Linked DNA regions of Mus musculus: regions 2 and 3 are each linked to region 1. A link is a contact called in public HiChIP or PLAC-seq data. All regions are on one chromosome and are shown on one strand. Each heading gives the region's core, a stretch centred on a gene start, on an enhancer-like site or on the middle of the called end of the contact. The rest is flanking DNA. Distances are from core to core; before and after follow the strand shown.

What was found. HiChIP or PLAC-seq counts read pairs in DNA pulled down with a chosen protein or histone mark.
Region 2: a contact with region 1 is called in an H3K4me3 HiChIP or PLAC-seq map of forebrain, with 3 times the contacts expected there. The contact joins the promoter of Fbxo21 here to the enhancer-like site in region 1. A contact is called at or near these places in 5 of 39 promoter capture datasets (HPC-7-derived erythroid cells, embryonic stem cells, hippocampal neurons and 1 more), 6 of 115 datasets of contacts at active chromatin or transcription factors (double positive thymocytes, embryonic midbrain, embryonic stem cells and 3 more) and 3 of 9 other capture datasets (adipose tissue, liver and pancreatic islet).
Region 3: a contact with region 1 is called in an HNF4G HiChIP or PLAC-seq map of pancreatic cancer cells. The contact joins the promoter of Hrk here to the enhancer-like site in region 1. A contact is called at or near these places in 1 of 484 Hi-C or Micro-C datasets (the N1E-115 cell line), 3 of 115 datasets of contacts at active chromatin or transcription factors (VIP interneurons, memory CD8 T cells and pancreatic cancer cells) and 3 of 9 other capture datasets (adipose tissue, liver and pancreatic islet).

The regions. Positions count from the first base shown.
Region 1 is chr5:118,060,471-118,065,118 of GRCm38.p6, reverse strand. It overlaps Tesc (tescalcin), which reads right to left. Exons shown (of 8, transcript NM_021344.4): 8 at 3,241-3,517. The coding sequence ends at 3,440. It overlaps Fbxw8 (F-box and WD-40 domain protein 8), which reads left to right. Exons shown (of 11, transcript NM_172721.2): 11 at 1-138. Among named protein-coding and RNA genes, the nearest start is that of Gm30466, 7.7 kb to the left of the region's middle. Within about 2 kb of position 1,693, at least 45 of the 459 cell types and tissues checked have an H3K27ac peak or open chromatin away from gene starts, as enhancers often do. A contact at or near this core is called in the N1E-115 cell line, forebrain, hippocampal neurons and 2 more, where this site is marked.
Region 2 is chr5:117,975,427-117,979,845 of GRCm38.p6, reverse strand. It overlaps Fbxo21 (F-box protein 21), which reads right to left and starts at 3,076. Exons shown (of 12, transcript NM_001346588.1): 1 at 2,807-3,076; 2 at 1,853-1,988; 3 at 11-105. The coding sequence starts at 3,045.
Region 3 is chr5:118,166,729-118,171,463 of GRCm38.p6, reverse strand. It overlaps Hrk (harakiri, BCL2 interacting protein (contains only BH3 domain)), which reads right to left and starts at 1,700. Exons shown (of 2, transcript NM_007545.2): 1 at 1,336-1,700. The coding sequence starts at 1,681. The coding sequence ends at 1,403.

The DNA.
Region 1 (4,648 bases), core at 444-2,943:
GCTTCTCTACCCACAGCCCTACTCCCAGCTCCTCAGCAGTAGCCTTGGGTGCCACCAAGTCAGCTTCAGTGTGGTTGATGAAGAGCCTGTACTTACCTGTCCCCAAATAAATGTTAGCACAAAGCCTGCTTCACACTGATGATGGAGGCACCTCATCTGGCTCGTGTCACACAGCGATGGGAGGTCTGGCTGCACAGGGGCGGAGCACCACCCACCTACACACAGTCCTGCAAGAAACAATCTACCTGCTTCCTCCCTGCCCTGCAGACCCCACGGCCCACTGGTGAGGCTGCCCAGGGCAGTAGCCAGAAGTCCCCCAGGGTGGGGGATACCAAGGAATTAGTCTGTACTCCTGGGGAGCAGGTTTGCACCAATTCATGGTCTTTATCCTGCCTAGGTAGGCAGCTGCAGAGCATGCTGGGAGCCAAGCAGTTGGTACTCCTGGTGGTTTCGACAGTGGGGAGGCAGCCTGGCCTCGCCATTGTGAACAAACGAGCTTGCTTCTGGTCCTGGAGGACTAGGCTCCCAGTGAGTCAATCTCGTTTTAATTAGCTGTTTGGATTAGCTGTGCCCAGAGCTTCAAAGACATTAGTAGGCCCTCAAAGGGGAGCACCAGCCAGCACGCTTGATGAACGTCCATCACAGCATCTTCCCTGCTAGACCTCCGGGCTCTGGCCGAGGGAAGGCGATCCATTATTTATGAAAACATTTTACATTCATGAACTGCCTTTGTTGAGAAAGGACACCACTGAAAGTGGGAGAGTCTCAGGAAACCCAGGCCCAGGAGATGCCAAAGTGGCAGCTGCCCAGAGCCTGCAGCCCCCTCCTCACCACAGCATGGAGTCCAGGAAGCCAGGCTCCAGATAGTTTATGCATTATGTCCCCCTGCTGACCTGCTGGCTTTCTAGAGCCCTAGAGCCAGTAGAAACCTAGAAGCCAGGAAGTCCCCAAGTGGTGAGGTATACCTTTGTTGGGTTCTCCCCAGAGCTGACAGTTTGCTTGGCTCTGAGCAGGGAGATGGGAGCCCCCATATCTGCTCCTGCCTGCTGCTTTGCTGGGGCTTTTTTTTTTTTTTTTTTTTTTTTTTTATCAAACTGAGGCCTGTGTTCAAAAGCACGGCCCTGGCAGTGCCTTCCTTCTGACCTCCTTCCTCACCAGTCCAGGAGAGTGGGTGGTGTTGAGTGGCCCTGCAGGCCAGCATCAAACACAGGCCAGCCCTGCCTGCCAAGTGCTTGCTCAGAACACCTGCAGACCCCCTCAGCTCCTCACTTGCCTCTGGGGTCCAACATAGTAACCAATCTAGCACCCTCACACGCATACACACAGCACCATCCTACCACATCCCCTGAGCACATCTCTGCACACCCCTATAACTGGCCACATAGCATGTTTTGCTTTTAAGTAAGGCATACTAGCTTGCACCTCACCCCCAGCAGTAGGCCAGGGCTCACTTACTTAGTCAAGTTACCATTTTCCCCTTCGTGCACATTACGGAGGACACCTGTTGTTGAGAAGATCCGTCCACCTCTCGGAACCACTTGAGACAGCCTGCTTGGGGAGGGCAGCATGGAAGGGACCCATAGAAGCAGCCACTGAATCTGGCACATCACCATGGAGACAGAGCCTGCCATCAGTCATGACGAGCAAGCACCCACAGCGAGAGAGAAGGCTGCAGGGGTCTCTACTGAGACCAGAACAATCCGCTCTGTTCTGGCACCAGGATTGTTTGTTCAGGCATGAGTCACCATCCCCTGAGCAGTGCTGATGGCAGACACCAGTATTTTCACCAAACCAGCAGAGCTAAGATGTACGTGCCGCGAGGCTTAGGAAGTAAGAGCAACTGGTGCAAGAGCCTGACAGCTTGAGTTTGATCCCCAGGAAAAAGGGGGGAGGGGCAGGGGCTAAAAAGACAGATGAGTTCCCAACACCCACATCAAGCAGCTCCAGGGGTGCTGATAGCCTTGGCTCGGGGCACCCACACTCATGTGTACAAACAAAGGCATATACACTTCTTTTCCTCATATTAAAAAGCCGATGTGGTAGTCCACATCTGTAATCCCAGAGCTCCTGTGAGATGGGAGGCAGAGACAGGACAGTTGCCAGAAGTCAGTCTGGAGTACACAGATGTTGGGGGGGGGGGGGGGCTGCCTCAATGTGGCAGGAGGCAAGAACAGGCATATTGTCCTCTGACCTATACACACACACACACAGGGTCACACCTGATGGTAACAACTTAAAGTGTATCCATTAGGAGGCTGTACAATTATGAGAACCAGAGTTTAGCTCTTGGTACCCACAGAACAAGCCGGCACCCCCAACTCCAGCCCCAGAGGATCTGAATCCCTCCTCTAGCCAATGTGCACTCCTATGCACATAGGCACAGACACATAAAAGTTAGAGAGAAAAATGCTGCACGCACATGGCAAAGAACTGGCAGGAAAACGGGGTTAGCGGATGGAGTGGAAATACTTCATGACTGCCCTCTGGGCCTTAAGGGAGCTCCAGCTACAGGTGTCCAGCCAACCATGATGTGGCCATTGACAGACAACACAAATGAGATCAAACATGCTCAGAACAAGACATCTAACTAAGCATGCCAACAGCATCAGGTGCCAGTCACCCAAAGAACTTCCTGGAGTCTAGAAAGGCACCTCCCAGCGTCAACAGAGGGAACAAAAGCATCCTAGAACAACACCTGAGAGACCTAGATAACAAGCACCAGCAACCCACTGGTTGGGGTGGGGGGACGACCTCTGCTCTGCAGTCAATATTTTGGCTCTACTGGCCCCCCACCCATCCTGACAAGCCAAGATGTATAAGCTACCTACCTGCAGTAGGCACCTCTAGTCTCCACTACCGCCTGTGCTGGGGGCCAGAGTTTCCTGGGCTCGCATCTGGGTCCATGCTGTCAGGAGGAACCATGGCAACCCCAATTGTAGGTACCCTCCATCAGGAGCTGACACCAGCAGCCAGCCAGCAGTGATGGTGCTAAGAAAACCCCCATTACCTACACGCCAGGTCTTCTGGAAGCCTGCCCAGACAGACTCTTCCTGGCTCCCCCCCCCCCCCACCAGGTGGGGACCACAGGTAGATGCCCAGTCCTTCAAGGAGGAAAGCAGATGGTATACAAGGGCCAACAGACAGGACAGAGGGCCTCACCAGTCTCTGCCTGCTCCTCAGAGTCAGTCTCATGTCACCCAAGACCAGGTTCTTTTAAGGGATGTGAGGGACAGATGGGGATGCCGGACTCATTAGGAAACCTTTATTGTCACCATTAGAGATAAAAATATCGGAGTCCCACACACCACACCCCACGAGGAGGATAACTGAAGAAGGGTTACTGATTGTCACAGAAGCCCAGGCATAGGGCTGAACATCCGTCCTCGGTCACCCCCAGCTTCCAGCCACCCCCTCCCTTGCACGGGCAGCAGGCAGCAGGTCAGTGGCAGAGGGCGATGGTCTCCATGTTGAGGAAACGAATGTGCATCTTGGTCTCGATGTCGATGCCCTGCCAGATCTGGAATGGAGGGAGAGGCATCAGCAGGCGTCCCCGCCACTGCCAGACACCTGCCTGAGCCAGGTCCTCGGCCTGCCAACCCACTGCCCTCGCCACTGCTGGACGCCCGCCTGAGCCAGGTCCTCGGCCTGCCCACCGCCCCGCCACTGAGACAGAGCCGCTGATGGCTCATAAGAAGCAGGACAGGTTCCGAGGCCATGCCAAGTGAGGAAGGAGTTCCATGCATCCGCTGGTCACTCTGGCTCTGACCTTCGGGCTCTCCGCCGAGATGGTCACCGTGGAGTTAGGATGAAGTCCTGAATCCAAGCGAGGGCTCACTGGGCGCCATGATCTCACTCCCCCATCCACCCCGATTGCCTCTCGATAACCAGCGCAATTCCAGGGTTGCTTCACCACACTGCCCACTTCCCAGACTCAGACTGGGTCAACCAAGCCCCGTGTAGATGCCTAGGGGCTGTTACGTGGCAGGTGTCACTAGACAGCCATCATTTATTGACCTGCCAGCTCAGTCACCATAGCCATGGTGGGATAAGAGGTCACTGGCTTCAAACTTATGCTCAGGTAGAGTGATACTGCTGTGGACTGTCAATCCTGGCCAGTTAGGGTATGGACATTCAGGTCACAAGGCCATTGGCCTACAAGACAAGCCCTTGTCCCTCCCAAGGTCACCCTCTCTCCAGTTCCTTGGCTATGAGCAAGTCAGGGGTTTCGAGTAGGGAGTCAGGATAGGAGCAGGGACAGAGGGTGTCACATTGCCAGGCTGTCACTCAGCATCTACAGAGATGACCCCCTGAGCTTCCCAAGGTGAGGCAGGCCTTGGAGCTAGGCTTTCCACTGTCCTCTACCCTGGTCCTTTGGGGACACGAAAACCATTCCACTTCACAAAGAGCACCCCCAGCTATTGCGAGTTTGAGATGTTCTCTGAGAAAGATCCTGGACTCCATGATGGAATTCAGTCAAGTTGTGGGAGAGGGCACACACAACTAGGGGGCACCAGAAGGGACAAAGTAGGGAGCTAGCTTCTGAAGAGCCCTGGAGATAGCAACAGGGCTGGTTTGTCACAAGAGTCTTACTCTAGCCCAGGCTGGCTTTGAACTCAAGATGCTCCTGCCCCAGCATCCTGGGCAAACA
Region 2 (4,419 bases), core at 1,827-4,326, 87 kb after region 1:
TGTGCCTTACCTTCCTTCCATGTTTAGGATACACACCAGCTCATCCTCAAAAAAGATCTCTGGGCCCTCAAGGTTTTCAATGTCACTGAAGCCATTACAGGGGACCTGTGGAGAAGACACACACAGGAGGCCTCAACCATGAGTTAGCGTGGCTGACCCTGGCAGACACATAGCTGAGAGTCCCAAGGGAGGGAGGCCACACATAGAGCAGTGACAGCGGCTCTTACACACAGCCTCCTAGGGCCTCCAGGGCAGAAAGCAACCAACATGGCAGCCACGGCACATTCAGACCTGGCACCCGTGGCTACAGCCTCACACTCACACAGTCCGAGTTTCCGAGCCTGCTAAGGAGATAGATGTGTGTTAAGTGGATGGTATGTGTGTAGAAGTGGTGGTCCATTAAGACTCTTGGGTTAACATCCTGGGATTTTTCCCAGTTTCCCTTTTGAAAGCAGCCAGTGTTTCAGGTTGATTTGTGTGCACATGGAGAAAACAAGAAAACCAGTGTGCTGAGCCAAATTGATCACCCATCTATGCATCCACCTCTAACTGTGCCCCTGCTGCGTTCAAAGTCCACCACACGTTCTAATTAAGTAAGCAGTGACACAGGGAAGGGGGGGGAGTAGAGTTCACCGATCCATCATTATTAGAGAAAAGCACACACAACCACAGGTGGATCCCAGGGAGAGCCTGTGAACCAGTGGCTTGTGACTAACTGTATCCCACATGCCCCGCATCAAAACACCTGTGTGTGCGCACATTTAAGCCAGGACTGAACACTTGTAGTTACTGACTGGCAGGGGCACTGTTCCAGACTGAACCAAACCTTGGTTCATTCTGCCGTTAACAAGCATTTCTATAAACAAATTGGGGGGTGTCTATTTGTAGTTCCCATTGGGGACTGAGTTAAAAATGTGTTCAAAGTTCAGATCTGCTCTTTCAAAACTTGAAACGCCTTGAAAACGCTGCTCATAAACTCCTTTAACAGCAGAGTGGGAAATCAGAACTAACCTTCAGAAAATAACCTTCACCAACCTAGAAGAACTAAACAAGCACTGTCAGCTACACTGGTCGGCTCACAATCTGCAGGGACTGGAAATACGAGAGGGGACAATTCCCTAGCCCTACAAAAAGTAGTGAATGGAACGGACACCGATTTCCATGGGACATTTCTGGACAAGGGAGAAAAACAACGACTAACTCCGAACCTGAAAAGAAACACACATCTCAGCCCTTACAGAAAAGCGACACACGACTCGAGCCAGGCTTGAGGCTGCCTCCTGGGAATCGCAGTCCTCAGGAGGCTGGACGGGAGTTCAAGGCCAGCCTGGGCCGCATAGTGAACCTCCTCTCTCGGAACAAAGAGCCACAGTGATAAACAGAAATGCTCAATGGCTAGGAGCAGCTACGGCAGCTTTTAACCTTGGTTCCTTAAAAAGGCAGTTCCCTGCACGGCATGCACTTCTGCAGCCTCCCTGGGAAACAGGCACCAAGAGGTTGACAGTGCATAAAGCGCCTAACAGTCTCAAAGAGTAAGGCTTCTCTGGACCTAGTGGACACCGCCCTGTGTCCCTTTCCGCTCCTCAACACCCCACTCCCTCTGGCTTTAAAAAAAGTAGGGCTAGCAGGGACAAATGGCTCCGTGTTGTTGGACGGGAGGAGAGGGGACACAATGACTCTTATAAGCATGCAAGCAAAGGGCTGTGTGAGCAGTGAAAAGGGAAATAGGAACAAGAGCTGAAAAGCTATGGCAGGCACACACGAACGAGCGCGTGCGCGCACGAACACACATACACACACACACACACACACACACACACACACACAGAGCATGACCAAGCCTGATGCTTACGTGCTCTGAAAAGAACCGCTTGGAGAAGGAAGCTACAATCTTCCGGGCTTCTAACCCAGCTTTCTGCCGAACTTTATATTCCTCTAACCAATTGACGTAGTCGGTGGGGCTGTAGTGCTTCATCAGGGAGGGCCACCTATAAGGGGGGGGGGGGGAGAGAAAACACCCTTTCTCAGCTCCGCAGAGACTGCAAAAAACCACGGAGGAGTCTGCGGGCAAGGGGGGGGGGGTGGACTTGGCAGAGGCTCTAGTTGCAATAATCATAGCGTATGCAATGCATTCCCTCACTACTCAGATGCAGTGACCTTGGCGTGGCGACACGAAAGGCAGCGTTTCTACCACCAGTAGCCGCCGCCCCCCCTCCGCCCCCCAATCTCTGCGCTGGCCACAATCACAGTGATGCTAACGGTTCTCGTGGATGGCGCGCCTCCCTCAGCATCAGGCCCTGCAAACCCGGGCCTCATCTTATTTGATTCCCCATAATGGGAAAAAAAAAAAAAGGAGGGGGGGTCTCATCACCGACCAGGAGACCCAGGCTCTGGAGAAGGGAGGTGGACCGACATCACCCCCTCCACCCCCAAGGTCACGAGCTGGACTGGCAGGTCCGATGCCGGCATCCTAAGGAGCTAGCCAGGAATGCACGCACCGCTGCTTTGCCTGCACGTCAACATCCTGCAGCGGCCACAAAAGATGCGCCTCCTCCTGCAGCCGGGAGGCGCGTGAAGGCCGCAGCCCCCCGGGGCGGAGCGCTCCGGAGGCCCCGGCCTCGGGCGGCTGCCGCGACCCCATCGGAGCTCCGGAGGGGGCCCCCCGGGCTGCAGGCAGGCCTTTGTCTGCGGCCGCGGGAAGAGGGCGGCGCGCGGCCCGGAGGCCCGGAGGGTGGCGGGGTGGGGCCCCACGCGAGGCCCGGCGCCGAGGGGCTCTGCGGGTCCCGGGAACGGGATGCTCGCTCACCTCACCCGGAACTGCTCCTTCCACACCTGCCCGCTGCTCTGGCACACCTCGCGCAGGCGGCGGCAGGTGCTGGACACGCGGCCGATGTCCAGCGCCGTGAGCGAGCCGCTGCACAGGATGTACTCCAGCACCTCGCCCGGCAGCTGCACCAGGCAGCTGGGGCCCGTCGCCTCAGCCGCGGCCTCCTCGGCCAGCGCCGGCACCACCTCCATAGCGCTGTCCCCCGCTACCGACGCCATCTTGTCCGCGTACCTGAGGGGGCCGCTGTGCGGGCGGGCGCGCGCGCGATAGGAGCCTAAGAAGCCGTACCACGCCCTCAGGGGGAGTGGCTGGGAACGCCCCGCCCACGCCAGGGGGTCCCGCCCACTCCGCTTGGAGGACTGGGAAGAGCCAGAGGCGAGAGCTGGCTGCTGCTGCAGAGATAAATGGTCCTTTCGCGTCCTGATTCTCCCAGGGGCATTTTTAAAAATGATAGCTGGGTGCTCGTCTTCGGCAGCGCAGATACTAAAACTGGAACGATGCAGAGATTTGCATGGATGCTGCGCCTAGGATGACACGCAAATTCGGGGAGGCGGTGGCACCTTTGATCTCCGCATTTAGGAGGTGGAAGTAGGCAGATCTCAGAGTTCGAGGCTAGCCTCAGCTATAGAGCGAGTTCCATGACAGCCAGAGATACACAGAGAAACCCTGTCTCGAAAATAAATATATCGAGGTTGCCCGGGCAGTGGTGGCGCACGCCTTTAATCCCAGCACTTGGGAGGCAGAAGCAGGTGGGTTTCCAAGTTCGAGGCCAGCCTGGTCTACAGAGTGAGTTTCAGGACAGCCAGGGCTACACAGAGAAACCCTGTCTCGAAAAACAAAACAAAACAAAACAAAATTGCCCTTTGGCCTTCACCTTCTCGATGGGACATGAGTCCACATAGACAATAACTAAAAGTTAAAAATGACTATGGTGGCTTACTTCCTAATTCCCAGCTCTCAGGAGACCGAGGCACGCAGATCAAAAGTTGGGCTATCTATATTAAGATCCGATCTCAAAAGCAATTTGAGACAGAGTCTGATGTAGTCCACTCTGGTCTTGAATTATGTATTGGAGAAGGACCTTGAGTTTCTGGCCCCCCTGCCTTTACCTCCCATAGCTTGTATTAAAGGCATACACCACCAAGATGTACTTCAGAGGTGGTAGTGCGGGGGTGAAACCCAGGGCTTGGTGCCGGTTAGCCATGCACTTTACAGCCATGCCATAGTCCCAAAATTAAGCTGTTGAAAATGGCTATCTTATACCAAGCACTTCCTGGAAGTGATTTGGCCTTCTCCACGGGTGACTCACTCTCCACTGGGTACTGAGGCAAGCATACTATTTGTTTTTGGGGACCCCTATTTCTAGCTCTATGATGGTGTGGAGAATAGTAGTAACCCCTGAATCTATGTCCTGATTTGAAGCAGGTCGAAGTATCGTGGGGAGCTCTCCTCTGTGTGACTGGGCTCCTTCAAGCCGCTGATCCCTTTGACTCTGCCTCCCAAAATGCTGAGTGTGATTTTAGAGGTGTTCATGGTGTCTGCTTTTAATTGTCTTCCACTCAACAATCCTTCATGATTTGGGGGACATATAT
Region 3 (4,735 bases), core at 451-2,950, 110 kb before region 1:
CCTCCCGATATCAAACATTAGGCACCCAGCACCCAGGGACGGTCCGGAGCACACAGCAGGCGCCCACACCTCTCGCCGTCGCTGGGGAAGGTGATAGGAGGCCAAGCTGTAAACCGCGACACCTCGTGGTAAAAGGAGCAACAAAGTTACCCAGGAGATGGGACCTTGATGTGCGCCTGCCTTGGAGAGAGGACCACGACCTACCCCTGAGAAACTTCCACGGGAGCGGGGGTGGGAGGAGTTGGGGGGTCATAGAGAATGGGGATCACCACAAACTGCAGACCCTTGAGGAGACGGGAGTTGGCAGTGGAGATATGGAGACCTGGTCAAGTTGGAATACCAGGCGGTTTGAAAAGGGCCGGGGACTCGAGAACCTGTGGTGCATAATTAGGGGAGACTCTTAGCTCGGACTGGTGCAGTTCTACTGCGTGTGTTTACTGGGGCTGGCAGCGATTGTGGTGGCTTACGTCCTTCTAAAACCACTATGCTGCAGAGGAAGGAGGAGGAGAGAGAAGAGGGAGAAAGGAGAGAGGGGACAGTGAGGAGAGAGAGAAGGGGGGGAGAGAGAGAGAGGTGGAGAAGGAAGGGGGGACACGGGGTAGTGGGAGAGGAGAGAGAAAGCAGACTGGAGAAAGGGAAAACAGGAGAAAGTGGAAAGGCAGAGGAGAGCTACACAAGGGGAAGAATAACGTGAGCCAGGGGATTGGAGAAAGAAGAGAGTGAAAACACTGAAGAGAGATGAGAGTGAGGGAGAAGAGAGAGGAGTGGGGAGGGGGGGGAGAGTGAAGACAGAACAGAGACAGGGGAGCGGGAGGAGAGGGGGAGGAGGTAAGGAAAAAGAGGAGAGAGAGAGGGAAAGGAAAGGGAGAGGAAGGAGAAGGGGAGGAGGGAAGGAAAAAGAGGAGAGAGAGAGGGAAAGGAAAGGGAGAGGAAGGAGAGAGGGGGAGAGAGTGGAGATGGAGAGTGGAGGGAAAGAAGAGAGGAGAGAGATGAAGGAGGGAAGGAGAGAGGGAGAGAGAGGAAGGAGGGAGGAAGAGAGAGAGGGAGAGAAGAGAGAGGGGGAAGGAGAAGGGAGGAAGAGAAGAGAGAAAGGAGAGAGGAACAGAGGGAGGAGGAGAGAGAATGAGGGAAGAGAGGGAGGGAGAGGGAGAGAGAGAGAGAGAGAGAGAGAGAGAGAGAGAGAGAGTAGGGGGGATGAGGCGGAGCAGATACTCGGGGTCTGGATAAAGAGGGACAGAGGGCAAGCGAAGAGTAGGAGACCGGGTCCGCTGTTCCTCGCCGAGGAGCCCTGGCTCCCGCTGTCGCTGTCGCTCTCCCGCCCGCTTGCCCGCGTACCTGTTGCTCGGTCCGGGCTGGGTCTCGGCTCCGGTCCCCCCCACCAAGAAGGCCCCGCGCGCGCCGCCTACGCGCTCCGCCTGCCGAGCAGCCAGGCCGCCAGCGCCGCCACCTGCGCGGCCGCGCACAGCCAGGGCCAGCGGGCGCGGAGCGCGGGCAGCAGCGCGGGCAGCGGGTCCCGGGGCCGCGCGCGACGCCGCATGGCGCGTCGGTGCAGCTCGTCGCCCAGCGCCTGCAGCCGCAGCGCGGTCACCTGCGCCGCCGCCCAGCGCAGCCCGGGGCGAGCGTCGCCGCAACCGCACACGGCCGGGGGCCCGCGGCCGCGATGCCGGGGACACGGGCACATGGCGTGCGGAGGAGCCTCCCTGGACCCCAAGTTTCGCCCTTCACCGCGCGTTTGTTGTGCTGACGGCGCTATTATTAATTAAAGTGTCACATGGTGGAGGGGGCGGGGAGGGCGCGGGGAGGGGGTTACATCATCCGGCCCGGGGGGTGGGGAGTGTGTGCAGGAGAAAAAGCCGAGAGGTAACTTTTAACCCTCGAGACGCCGGCAGGGCGGGGACAGGCAGGGATGCGGGGCTTCGGGAATGCTGGCCCGGGGTCCGCTGTTTCGCTTCCCGGGCTGCGGGAGGCTCCAGCTCGGAGATAGCCTGGAAAGCCAGCTCGGTGCGCACTGTGAATTGAGCTCCGGGAGAATTCGGCCGTAATGCGAAAAGATCCCCGGGCTGTTGTGTGGCCTGGGTGGTGGGAGGCAGGGTTCAAGCCGACTTGCCCTGTTTCGGGACAGCCTCCGCACCTGTCAGCCTCCGGGTGGGTGCACACATTCCTGACACGCGTTCGCACCCCCTTCTGGTGACCTGACTTAAGCGCACCCCGGGGTGGGAGCCTGAACCCTGAAATGAAGGCGGGGGACCCGGGATGGGTTGGACTCCAACTTGGGCGAGTCGCCTTTGCACTCAAGACATCTCCCCACCCCCCACCCCCCACCCAAGAACGTGGTTCTAGAGAGAAGTTCTTGCAGCCTGCTTACTTTGTAGGCTTTATCTTTTCAAACGGGGTCAGAGTTTGCTGGCGACCCTGTAAGGCTTTGCCTTGGTGCCCAGTGAGGTTACCTAACCCAAAGGAAGACCAATCCAGTTTTGCTCCAGCTCCAGCCTGGGAAGTCCTCTGGGGAGGGTGCCGACCAGTGAGGAGGCTCCTGGGACTCCTTAGGGTGCTAGAGAGACCCGCCCACCATGTCCAAGCCACTGGATTTTGGACAGCTTTGGGATTGGGGCCTGAAGGAGCAGGGAAGTGGTCCATATACAACCTGGTCCATATAGTGGTTTCAGGCCAGCCACAGTTACAGAGAGAATCCTTTATTTAAAAACCCCAAAGAGTCAGGGATGCCTCTGTGGGTAAAGGTGCTTGCAACCGAACCTGATGACTTAATTTCAGTCCTGTGAATCCGTGTGTTCCAAAGACAGAAATCTGATACCCACAGATTGTCCTCTGACCTCCATATGTACTACCCTATGTGTATGCACATAAGATAGATAGATAGATAGATAGATAGATAGATAGATAGATAGATAGATAGATAGATAGATAGGAGATAGACAGACGTATTCAAACAGAAAACAAGTCGAGCAGTGGTTGTACACGCCTTTAATCCCAACACTTGGGAGGCAGAGGCAGGCAGATTTCTGAGTTCGAGGCCAGCCTGGTCTACAGAGTGAGTTCCAGGACAGCCAGGGCTACACAGAAAAACCCTGTCTCAAAAAACCAAAATAAATAACTAAAACCCAAAAGATAAGAAACTATGAACTCACCTTTTTGGAGTTCTGTGATGTTATTGTGACTTTCCTTTTGTTTCAAAAACTCTGCTACGGTGTAACCAGAAGCTCTCCTGCCTCATCCTCCTGACCACCAAATGACAGGAGGACTCTGCAGCTTGACTGACTTTCAGCCACATCAATGGGCTACGGGCTCCCTTGGAAGCTTGGTGAGGTGACTGTCAGAGCTCAGCATAGCCCAGCTGTGTGCTTTTGGTGACCCTCGCCCCCACCCAGTGGGCAGTCACTGTGCCCTTACTACCCACACTACAGAGTACCTTCCATGCCAGCTGCCTGCCAAGGTCCTGGCCTGTGCTCCTACAGAGACTCTTTCGGTGTCCTGTTTTTCAACATGAGGAAGCCAAGGCCCAAGTCCATGAGGCCTCTTGCCCAAGATAGGGGTTAGTACAAAGCAAAGGCTGGCTCTGAACCAGGGCACCCAGTAGCAGGCACAAAACTCTAGCTATGGCTTGACACTGGACTCTGTATTCTGAGACTGATAATACCTCCCTCCCAGGACCGGGGCCCAGATTAAATGAAAGAACCCTGTGCCAAGCGCCTGGCACGCATCGGGCTCAAATAAACCTCCGTCCCCTCTGATTCTGGCCAGAACTCCTTCCCCATCTCCCGGGACTCCCCCTCCCTAATCCCAGCCATCCTTAACAGAGGGGCAGCTGAACCATTGCCCGAGTGTAGTGGTCCAAGATTGAAGATACAGTGTCTATTTAAAAAGCCCTTTGGATTTAAATTGAACAATCCCCCCTCCCTTTTAATCTCCACGCTTTTAACGGCTCACTTCATGGACATTAATTTTAATGGGACGATTATTACCCTGTTTGGAAGCCTGCCCCTCGAAATGCTGGGCTCACAAGGTGGCACTGGGTTGGCTCCCAGCAGCTTGGACTTTTTTTTTTTTTTTTTTTTTTTTTTTTTTTTAAGCAGAGAGTACCGTTTTGGCGGTGGGGAGGAGAGGGGAAGAGAAGAGGGCTATGGGGAGAGGGGGTCAAGGGAAGACCTCTGTCCCCTCATCACTGAATCAGAGTCTCTAAAGTTACCCAGTTACCCTGACCCTCTCTGCACTTGGTCACTGGATCTTGAAATGTAGCCTTTAAAAAGCTCTCTCTCTCTCTCTCTCTCTCTCTCTCTCTCTCTCTCTGTGTGTGTGTGTGTGTGTGTGTGTGTGTGTGTGTGTGTGTGTACGTATGAGATGGAGTGCATGTGGAGGTCAGAGGACAATTTGCAGGAGTAAGTTCTTTCCTCCCACCATGTGGGTCTTGGGGATTGAACTCCCATTATCAGGCTTAGTGGCAATCACCTTTATCCACTGAACCCAAGATTGGGCCCTTTTGAAGTATCCATTCCTCTCTCTCTCTCTCCCTCTCTCTCTCTTAAAGAATTATTTATTTTATGTATATGAGTATACTGTAGCTGTCTTCAGACACACCAGAAGAGGGCATCAGATCCCATTACAGATGGTTGTGAGCCATCATGTTGTTGCTGGAAATTGGACTCAGGACCTCTGGAAGAACAGTCAGTGCTCTTAACCTCTGAGCCATCTCTCCAGCCCGAAGTATCCATTTCTTTAA